2 separate regions of the Mus musculus genome follow, and region 1 is linked to region 2. Evidence: chromatin contacts called from public HiChIP or PLAC-seq data. All regions are on one chromosome and are shown on one strand. The core of a region is the stretch at or near the end of the contact, and the rest is flanking DNA. Distances in the headings are between cores, read along the strand shown.

What was found. HiChIP or PLAC-seq counts read pairs in DNA pulled down with a chosen protein or histone mark.
Region 1: an HNF4G HiChIP or PLAC-seq map of pancreatic cancer cells shows a contact between it and region 2. The contact joins the enhancer-like site here to the promoter of Parvaos in region 2. A contact is called at or near these places in 2 of 15 datasets of contacts at CTCF or cohesin (both in the NIH/3T3 cell line), 3 of 484 Hi-C or Micro-C datasets (palatal mesenchyme, reprogramming fibroblasts and uterus), 7 of 115 datasets of contacts at active chromatin or transcription factors (embryonic fibroblasts, embryonic limb bud, embryonic stem cells and 4 more) and 2 of 9 other capture datasets (adipose tissue and liver).

The regions. Positions count from the first base shown.
Region 1 is chr7:112,689,635-112,693,738 of GRCm38.p6, forward strand. The region is part of intron 1 of Tead1 (TEA domain family member 1); the gene reads left to right. Among named protein-coding and RNA genes, the nearest start is that of Tead1, 12 kb to the left of the region's middle. Within about 2 kb of position 1,942, at least 46 of the 459 cell types and tissues checked have an H3K27ac peak or open chromatin away from gene starts, as enhancers often do. A contact at or near this core is called in embryonic stem cells and pancreatic cancer cells, where this site is marked.
Region 2 is chr7:112,534,167-112,537,787 of GRCm38.p6, forward strand. It overlaps Parvaos (parvin, alpha, opposite strand), which reads right to left and starts at 1,517. Exons shown (of 5, transcript NR_154467.1): 1 at 742-1,517; 2 at 582-666; 3 at 315-428. All of the region lies in intron 1 of Parva (parvin, alpha), which reads left to right.

The sequences.
Region 1 (4,104 bases), core at 692-3,191, 160 kb after region 2:
AACCGGCAGATCTCTGAGTTCCAAGCCAACCGGAGCTATAAAATGAGACGGTGTCTCAAAACAAAGTGTAGGAAATCTTTCACTTACTAAGTGCTAGTAAGGTTGAGTTTTTGGCTCCCAAATGATGAATGCCTTATAGTTACTGGTTAGATGTACTTTTTTCTTTTGTGTTTGAGACAGGGTCTTATGTAGCCCAGGGAGGCATCAACCTTGCTTACTGTATTGCCAAGGATAACCTGGAGCCTCCCATCCTCCTGCCTTCACCTTGTGTGTTTCCATCGAGAACAGCGAATTGTGCTTGCTAGGGAAGCGCTCTTGTCAGCTGCTCTCAAGCTTGATGGCATCTAGTGAAATGACATCATGAAGGATCAAGTAGAAGATGAAGTCACCTCTGGATAGCACACGGGCAGCTTGCCTATTACCACGTCCAGTTTGTCAATTGTAAGGTGGTGGGGGAAGGCTGTCTAAGTCATTTTAATTGATAGCTGAGCTTTCAACCTCTGCACTCTCCTGTTTTCCTATCGTTCACGGGGCTCTTCTTGCTCCCACATCCTCCAGTCCCATCCTGATTGTCTTAACGATGTGGCCTCTGTTTCAAACTTCTGCTCAGTGTGGCTTGTCCTGGCACCCTGTTTTCCTTTCAGAATACCTCAGTGCATAAGGGATGTGGGAGATAGCATTTCTAATGAGAGACTGGCCAACTCCCTGTTACTAGGTAGAAAGAACAGTGTCTGGAAAGGAAGCTTGAGTGGCTTTGCAATATGCTTTGTTGTGTGTGTTTCAGATCTTCTCTTGGAGCTTGTAGTCCTGTGGAAAAGGAAGGAGTAGGGGTCCTGAGGCATTCAGTGCCCTCTTTAGTTCTTAGGAAGATGGGAGTAGTGTCCTACACATGGGTGGAGAAAATGGGGTGGAGCCTGAGGAATGTTTGGAAGAAATCTTTGCCCCAACCCAAAAGTCAGTATGAATCATTTGGTGCTAGTGGGTGTCTGAGACAGGGTCTCACTGTATATAGCTTGACTGGCTTGGAACTCACTCTGCCTCTGGAGTACTGGGATTAAAGGCGTCGGCCACCCCGCCCAGCAATGCTGGGGCTTATCTGGGTGTGTTGCCTTAATGTTTATTCAGTTCAGTGTCTTTGGGGTTCGAGGGAGACTGGAGCCTCTGGATTTGGTCTTTGAGCCCAGGAGCTCAAATCTGTGGTGCTGGTGGTAGAGGGCATTGAAGGTACTCAGTGAGTTTGAGGCTCGGTCCCTCAGCTCCCTGGTGGTGTAGGGAGCTTTGGTTGGGAAGCCTCTGCCATTGGTTTTTCTGTGGCCTCAGGCTTGTTCTGGGGATGGGACTCAGGGCCTCACATGGGCCAGACGAGCTCTCTAACATGCTGCCAGCCAGCTACAGGGCTTTAGATCTGGGGTGATGTTGGGGTGTCTGCCTCTGGATCTGCCTGAATGTGTGTGTGAGATGAATCTGGGAGCCCACACTTCTAAGGCCAGTTCACTCCTCATCCATTCTAGTTGTGATAATCAGTGGGCTTCCCAGTGGGAATTTGGGTAGGAAAGGGAGGTAAATTCTTTTTTAAGCCAATTCTTAAAACACCAGCCATTCAAATGTAAAAACTTCATTTGTGATTGAGACCTGTGAAGGAGCTCCGAGAGGTTTAGTGAGCCTCCCAAGGTCACACAGTCAGTTCTTTGATAGGCTGCCTAACAAAGGAGTTAGGATTAACTCACCTATCAGGTTTTATTGTGGAATTTGAATGAGTTATGGCAGTCCTTGATGTGGAAACAAAGAGACTTCTCTGTTAATGGTTTTGCCTTGGAAAGAGGATGGCTACTTTATCTCTGTAAGTTCCATTTTCTCCATCTTGAGTATAAACATGTGGTGGAGATCTTAAGCAGTTGGGTGTGGCCCAGGGGAGCCTTCTATTTGTCTGGCCCGGAAGGAGCAAAGGTCAACTCTAGCTTTTAGCTTTAGTTTTTTAGTTCTGTGAGGACCTGAGTCTGGCCTCTGGAAGTGAGAGCAGGGGGCCTGCGTGCTTCCCGTAGTCCGTGGGGGGAGGGGCAGGTGTGGTTGGAAAGCTGGAGGCTGCTCTGCCCCACTGGTCTCTAGGCTGGCAGTCTAGAGGTTTGCCTTCAGTTTCCCCAAGGCTGCTTTATGCAAATGACACCTGCTAGGATCGGTACCCCCAGATAACCTTGATTAATTCCACTCTCACCTTCCCATCTGGGCTATCACCTGCTATTTAGAGGCTGAACTTTGAGATGAGGTGGAGACACTTTGGTTTTTAGGAGAGAGGAAGGTTTGTAACTGTTTTTCTCCTTGGGTGTGTTGGTGGTTGGGGTCCCTGCTTGCCAGTTGTGGGTTCTTGTCTTTTCGTCTGCCACAGCTAGCCCTCTTCTCGGTCCCCTTAGATGTTTGTGTTGTAGAGTTTTGGCGTGACCCCAGCTTAGTTCACTTTTAGGCTTCTGCAAATTAGCTTAATATCCCTGCCATCAGACACAGGTCCAAGCTCTTTCTGCAATTGATAGTGTGATCCTCCCCAGGCCAGGCACTGTGTCCTCCCCTGAAAGGTGTGGGAGGCAATAGTGCTTGTGGGTGTAAGGCCCACCAAATCTCACAGCCAGCCTTCAGGAAGCTTCACTGTGTGTCCCTCCAACCTTGCCTGAGCTTCCGGCTCCCTCCACCACAGGTCTCAGTCCTGCTAAGATGGAACCTTTCTCATCTGCCTCCACTGGGTGTGTTTTTGGCTTCCCAGCTCTCCTCTTGGCTGGAGTTCCTGCTATTGCTCCATCCCCTTCACCCTTTCTCCTTCTGTCTCTCACCTGCCTTTGAGTATCTTGTGTTAGCCTAAGCTAGCTTCAAGGTGCATCCTTCTCCATCCCATCTTCTGAGCTCTGGGGTTACAGATTGCCAGGTCTGACCTCTCTCTGTCTCTCTCTGTCTCTCTCTCTGTTTCTCTCTCTCCTGTTGTACTGGAGTTCTTGGCTTATAGATCGCAGCACTCAGTGTTTTTTGCAAAGACGACAACTTGTGATTTACATTAGCCTCTGCACTTGAGAGTTTGACTAATGTTCGACTCTGGGAGCTTCATTGATCCTGAGGAACACTGGTTCTTACCTGTGGCATGGACAGCTGTGGGCTTTCAAGGATTGGCACGGTACCTCCTGAACAGTGGCATTGTAATTAGGACTGTGGTCACTGGCACCCTGAAGCTGACTGCCGCCTATTGCTTTTGCTGTCTGACTTTCCTGTTTCTATTCTGTTTTAGATTTTTTCAGTCATGAGAAAGTGCAGCTAGCAGAGGTCAGGGAAAGCCCCCTCCCTTCTACCCCCTTGAGCCATTTCTGTTCAAGGTGCCACAGCCCTCTTCTGGCACCTCTCCTCCATCTCTATCTTGAAGCATTTCTGGATGCCATGTGGGTTCATCTATGGAGTTTCAGTATGTGTTCTTACAGTGGGTGTGGGTGGGTGGAGCTGGAGAGATGGCTGTGAAGTTAAGAGCGCTTGCTGCTCTCCCAGGAGAGGACTGGGGTTCTTTTCCTACTACCCCTGTCTGGCTTGTAATTCCAGTTCTAGGGGTTTGATGCCCTCTTCTGGTCCCTGCAAGCACCTGTGCTCAGCTACATATACATTACCATATGAACACTCGTGTGCGCTCTCGAGTGTGTGCACACATACCCCTGCATGTATACAAGTACACACAATCACACATGCATATGTGCACACACACGTACATGAACACACACACACACACACACACACACACACACACACACAAACATTAAAAAAAGGAAACCCCACCAAGCCCATTATCACAGTCACACTAGCACCTTAATAACTGCTTAGCATCGCTACTCAGAGCTCCTTGATTGCCTCATAAAATGTTTCCTCTTAGTTAAATTGTTCAGATCAGGGTTCAAGCAAGACCAACAGGTCAGGCCTGGTGGCTGTTTCTTCAAACTCTGTGGGGTTGTGGAGATGCCTGGGTGGGTAAAGTGCTTGCCACACAATTTCCAGGACCTGAGTTCTGATCTTTAGAGGCCACATAAAGCTGGAGAAAGAGGCAGCCCCAGTGCCTGGAAACCCAGCATTCCCACAGCGATGTGA
Region 2 (3,621 bases), core at 267-2,766:
CCTAGAGTGGAACACACTAGTCCCATGGTTCCCCTGGGCCTGTCTTCTCCACTCCTGGGAGCCGAGTGAGGCATGTCTCCAGGCTCTAGAGGAGGCATTCAGTGGTGCTTCTCAGTTGAGTGAATATAATTAGGGATCCTGCACAGGGAGCCTCAAACTCATTATGTATGGACTTGAACTTAGGATCCTCTTGCCTCCCCTCCACAGTGCTGGAGTTGCTGTGTGCACCCGTCCCTGGAGATGGAACCCAGGGCTTCAAGTGTGCCAGCCCAGCCCCACCCACCAGCCCAGCTCCACCCACAACCCTCTTTCACCTTTAGAAAACTTTTTCCATTCTTTTTTCCATACTTGTTTCTCTCCTGGGGTTCTTGGGGTTCCCAGGCATAGAAGTTTAGGGTTCACCAAGTCCTGTGGCTATCCTGTTCTTTCTGGGGAGAAAGAGGAGATTAAGTTACTATCAAGTACAGACCTATGCTATCCACGTAATCCTTATCCCCATGCACTAACTGGGTAGACTGTCCCTGGTCCATCTGCTCTTCCAGCTTACATAGTAAGGGGTGGTTTCCGGGGCAGCAGCTCACCAGTATCAACAACGTCCTCCCCCTCTTTTCCTTCCTTCTTGACAACTTCAGCATGTTAGCTTCTTCGGGCAGACTTACCTCTTGGCTATAAAAGAACCATAGCAAAGTTATACATAAAAGCCCAATACAATGCTGGAGAGAAGAAAGGAAAAAGACTTACCTTCCATGGGACTCTTTCTTAAATGGGGGGAGATTATTCCTAGAAACTCCTAGAACTATTTCCACTCAAAGCTCTGACTAGAGTTGTATCATATGGCCCCCGAGGCAAGGGTGGGGAGCATCATTACTGACTTGAAGCAATCAGGATCTCACTCTAGACCCAGGAGGGCAGGTGGATCCTAGATGAAAATGGGGGTTCTTTCAAAAGGATAAACACGGGAGGAAAACAGACGAACGGCTTCAGCTCTAACTGCAGGAAGCCACATCAGGTCCTCCGGCTAATAAAACCAGAGCAGGATTCGAATCCACCTCTTCAAGTCCCCAAGCCTGCCTCTGCTGGATGTGGACCTCATTTCAGATGGCATTTTCTAGAAAATAAAATGAGATGAAGAAACCCCTTTTCTTGGAGTGAACTAAGGCAATCTCTGCGCCTTCGAAGCCGGCTCTTCCGCTAGCCGTTTAGGGCTTTTATTAAGTTATGACTAATGGCGGGTGAGCAGCTAGAGACTGCACCCTCGGGCCGGGAGCTTCAACCCATTCTCTAGAGTAAACAACATCTTCAGATTCTGCGCCGCCGAGAAAATTCAATCGCGGCCCTTTGTCTTTCCCAGCTCAGGGCCTGGCAAGCAGGCTGCTGCTGGGCCCTGCTCGGGTTGAATAGAAAGGAACCTTCCAAAGCAGGGCGGGCTGTTTTGGGAAAGTGGCTGCTAATGGGGCCTCGTGGGGCGGGGGCCAGGCGCAGACTGAGCAGTTTGCATATTGGCTTTTCCAAACAACTGGCTCTGAGTCAGCGGTTAATGGAACGGGAATGGGGTTCCTGCCCAATGGTTTCTTCCAAACACCCATTTCCAATTGTAAGCATATCTCAGCCTTTCTTCTGGGGCTTGTTATGTCTCTGTGAGTGAATTGAAGAGGCAGGCCAGAGGGCGGGGTTCTGACTGTAGCTGTGTTCATCTGCAAACATTCTGAACAATGCTCTCGGAGGGGAGACCTCATTCAGACCCACCTTTAAGAGTCCCGGCTGGGAATATCATCTTTCTAGTCAGATGGAGATATTTTAAGACCACTGTGTTTATTCTCTGGCTCTAGCTACATTTGGGGCAGAAGTGGATTTTCTTCCTTCACAAAATGCGGACTGGTCAGGAATAGTGTAATCTTGTAATCTCAGCACCCAGAAAGCCAAGGCAAAAGGACTGCTGCAGGTTTGAGGCCATCATGTGCAACATAGTGAATCTGGGAGCAGCCTGGGCTACCTGGCAAGACTCTGTCTCAAAAGAACAAAACAAACGCTACAAATTCTATCTCAGAAATGCACAATAGTGCACGCAGAGTCGGGCTAAAGTTCAGACTAAAGGGTAAATGACTCTTGGCCCAACACTCTCCCACGACCCCACCCTCACCCCCACCCCCACCCCAACAACATGAAGGCCTTTTTAAAACTCCTTGGGTAAATTCTGCATCTGCATCTAGCCTGTTCCCTAAACAGTGATCTTTGCAGTCTGAGTTACTTAATCAATACATACTCGCCAGGTACAGAGTATTAGAGGTATCATCTTAAATAGTAGCAGCAGCTCATATATCCATGGTTCTTTCCAGGGACCAGGAACTCATTTTATCTTCTCAAGAGATCTAAGAAGTTGGCAATATTATTTTTACTCCCATCATGTAGATGAGGAAACTGAGGCACAGGAAATTAATGGGTTTGTCCAAGGTCACATAGCAGAGAAAGTGGTAGAGCCTGAGTTTGAATCTAGGCATCTAGTTCCTAAGCACGTGCTATCTGACCTCTTTGGGAATCTGATAGTAAACAGAGGACAAAGTGTCCCCTGGCTAGAGTGAGGCTCAGTTGGAAGAGTGCTTCCTAGCATGCACAAAGCCCTGGGTTCAGTTCCTAGCACCACATTACCACAGAGCTGATTATACATGCTTCTGATCCCAGCACCACGAGGTAAAGGCCAAAGTTCAAGGTCACTTTGCCTGCTGCTATGTGAAAAACTTTTCCTGGGGAGGCATAATACCCACATCTACTCATCCCAGATAGGAAACCCATGACAGACCAAAGTACAGATATCACCAAAACAGAGTTTGGCGAACCACTGGGTTTTATTGGGGCCATCTACAGGAATATGGCTGAAGGGTTACTTATAGGACGAGAAGTGACTCAAAGATAGCTGTACTACTGAAGCCCACCCCAGTGTGGGTGACAGCTCACAAAGTTGGAAATCGGAAGCACACTGCACAGCCTGCAGGCCGCTCAACAGGTTGTAAAATGCCTCAGTTGGTCTATACCTCTTCCGGGCAGCTGGTCTGGTCTCAGAGCCTTCTTTTATTTTATTTTTTCCAATTTTTATTAGGTATTTAGCTCATTTACATTTCCAATGCTATACCAAAAGTCCCCCATACCCACCCACCCCCACTCCCCTGCCCACCCACTCCCCCTTTTTGGCCCTGGTGTTCCCCTGTACTAGGGCATATAAAGTTTGCAAGTCCAGTGGGCCTCTCTTTCCAGTGATGGCCGACTAGGCCATCTTTTGATACATATGCAGCTAGAGTCAAGAGCTCCGGGGTACTGGTTAGTTCATAATGTTGTTCCACCTATAGGGTTGCAGATCCCTTTAGCTCCTTGGCTACTTTCTCTAGCTCCTCCGTTGGGAGCCCTGTGATCCATCCATTAGCTGACTGTGAGCATCCACTTCTGTGTTTGCTAGGCCCCGGCATAGTCTCACAAGAGACAGCTACATCTGGGTCCTTTCAATAAAATCTTGCTAGTGTATGCAATGGTGTCAGCGTTTGGATGCTGATTATGGGGTGGATCCCTGGATATGGCAGTCTCTACATGGTCCATCCTTTCATCTCAGCTCCACACTTTGTCTCTGTAACT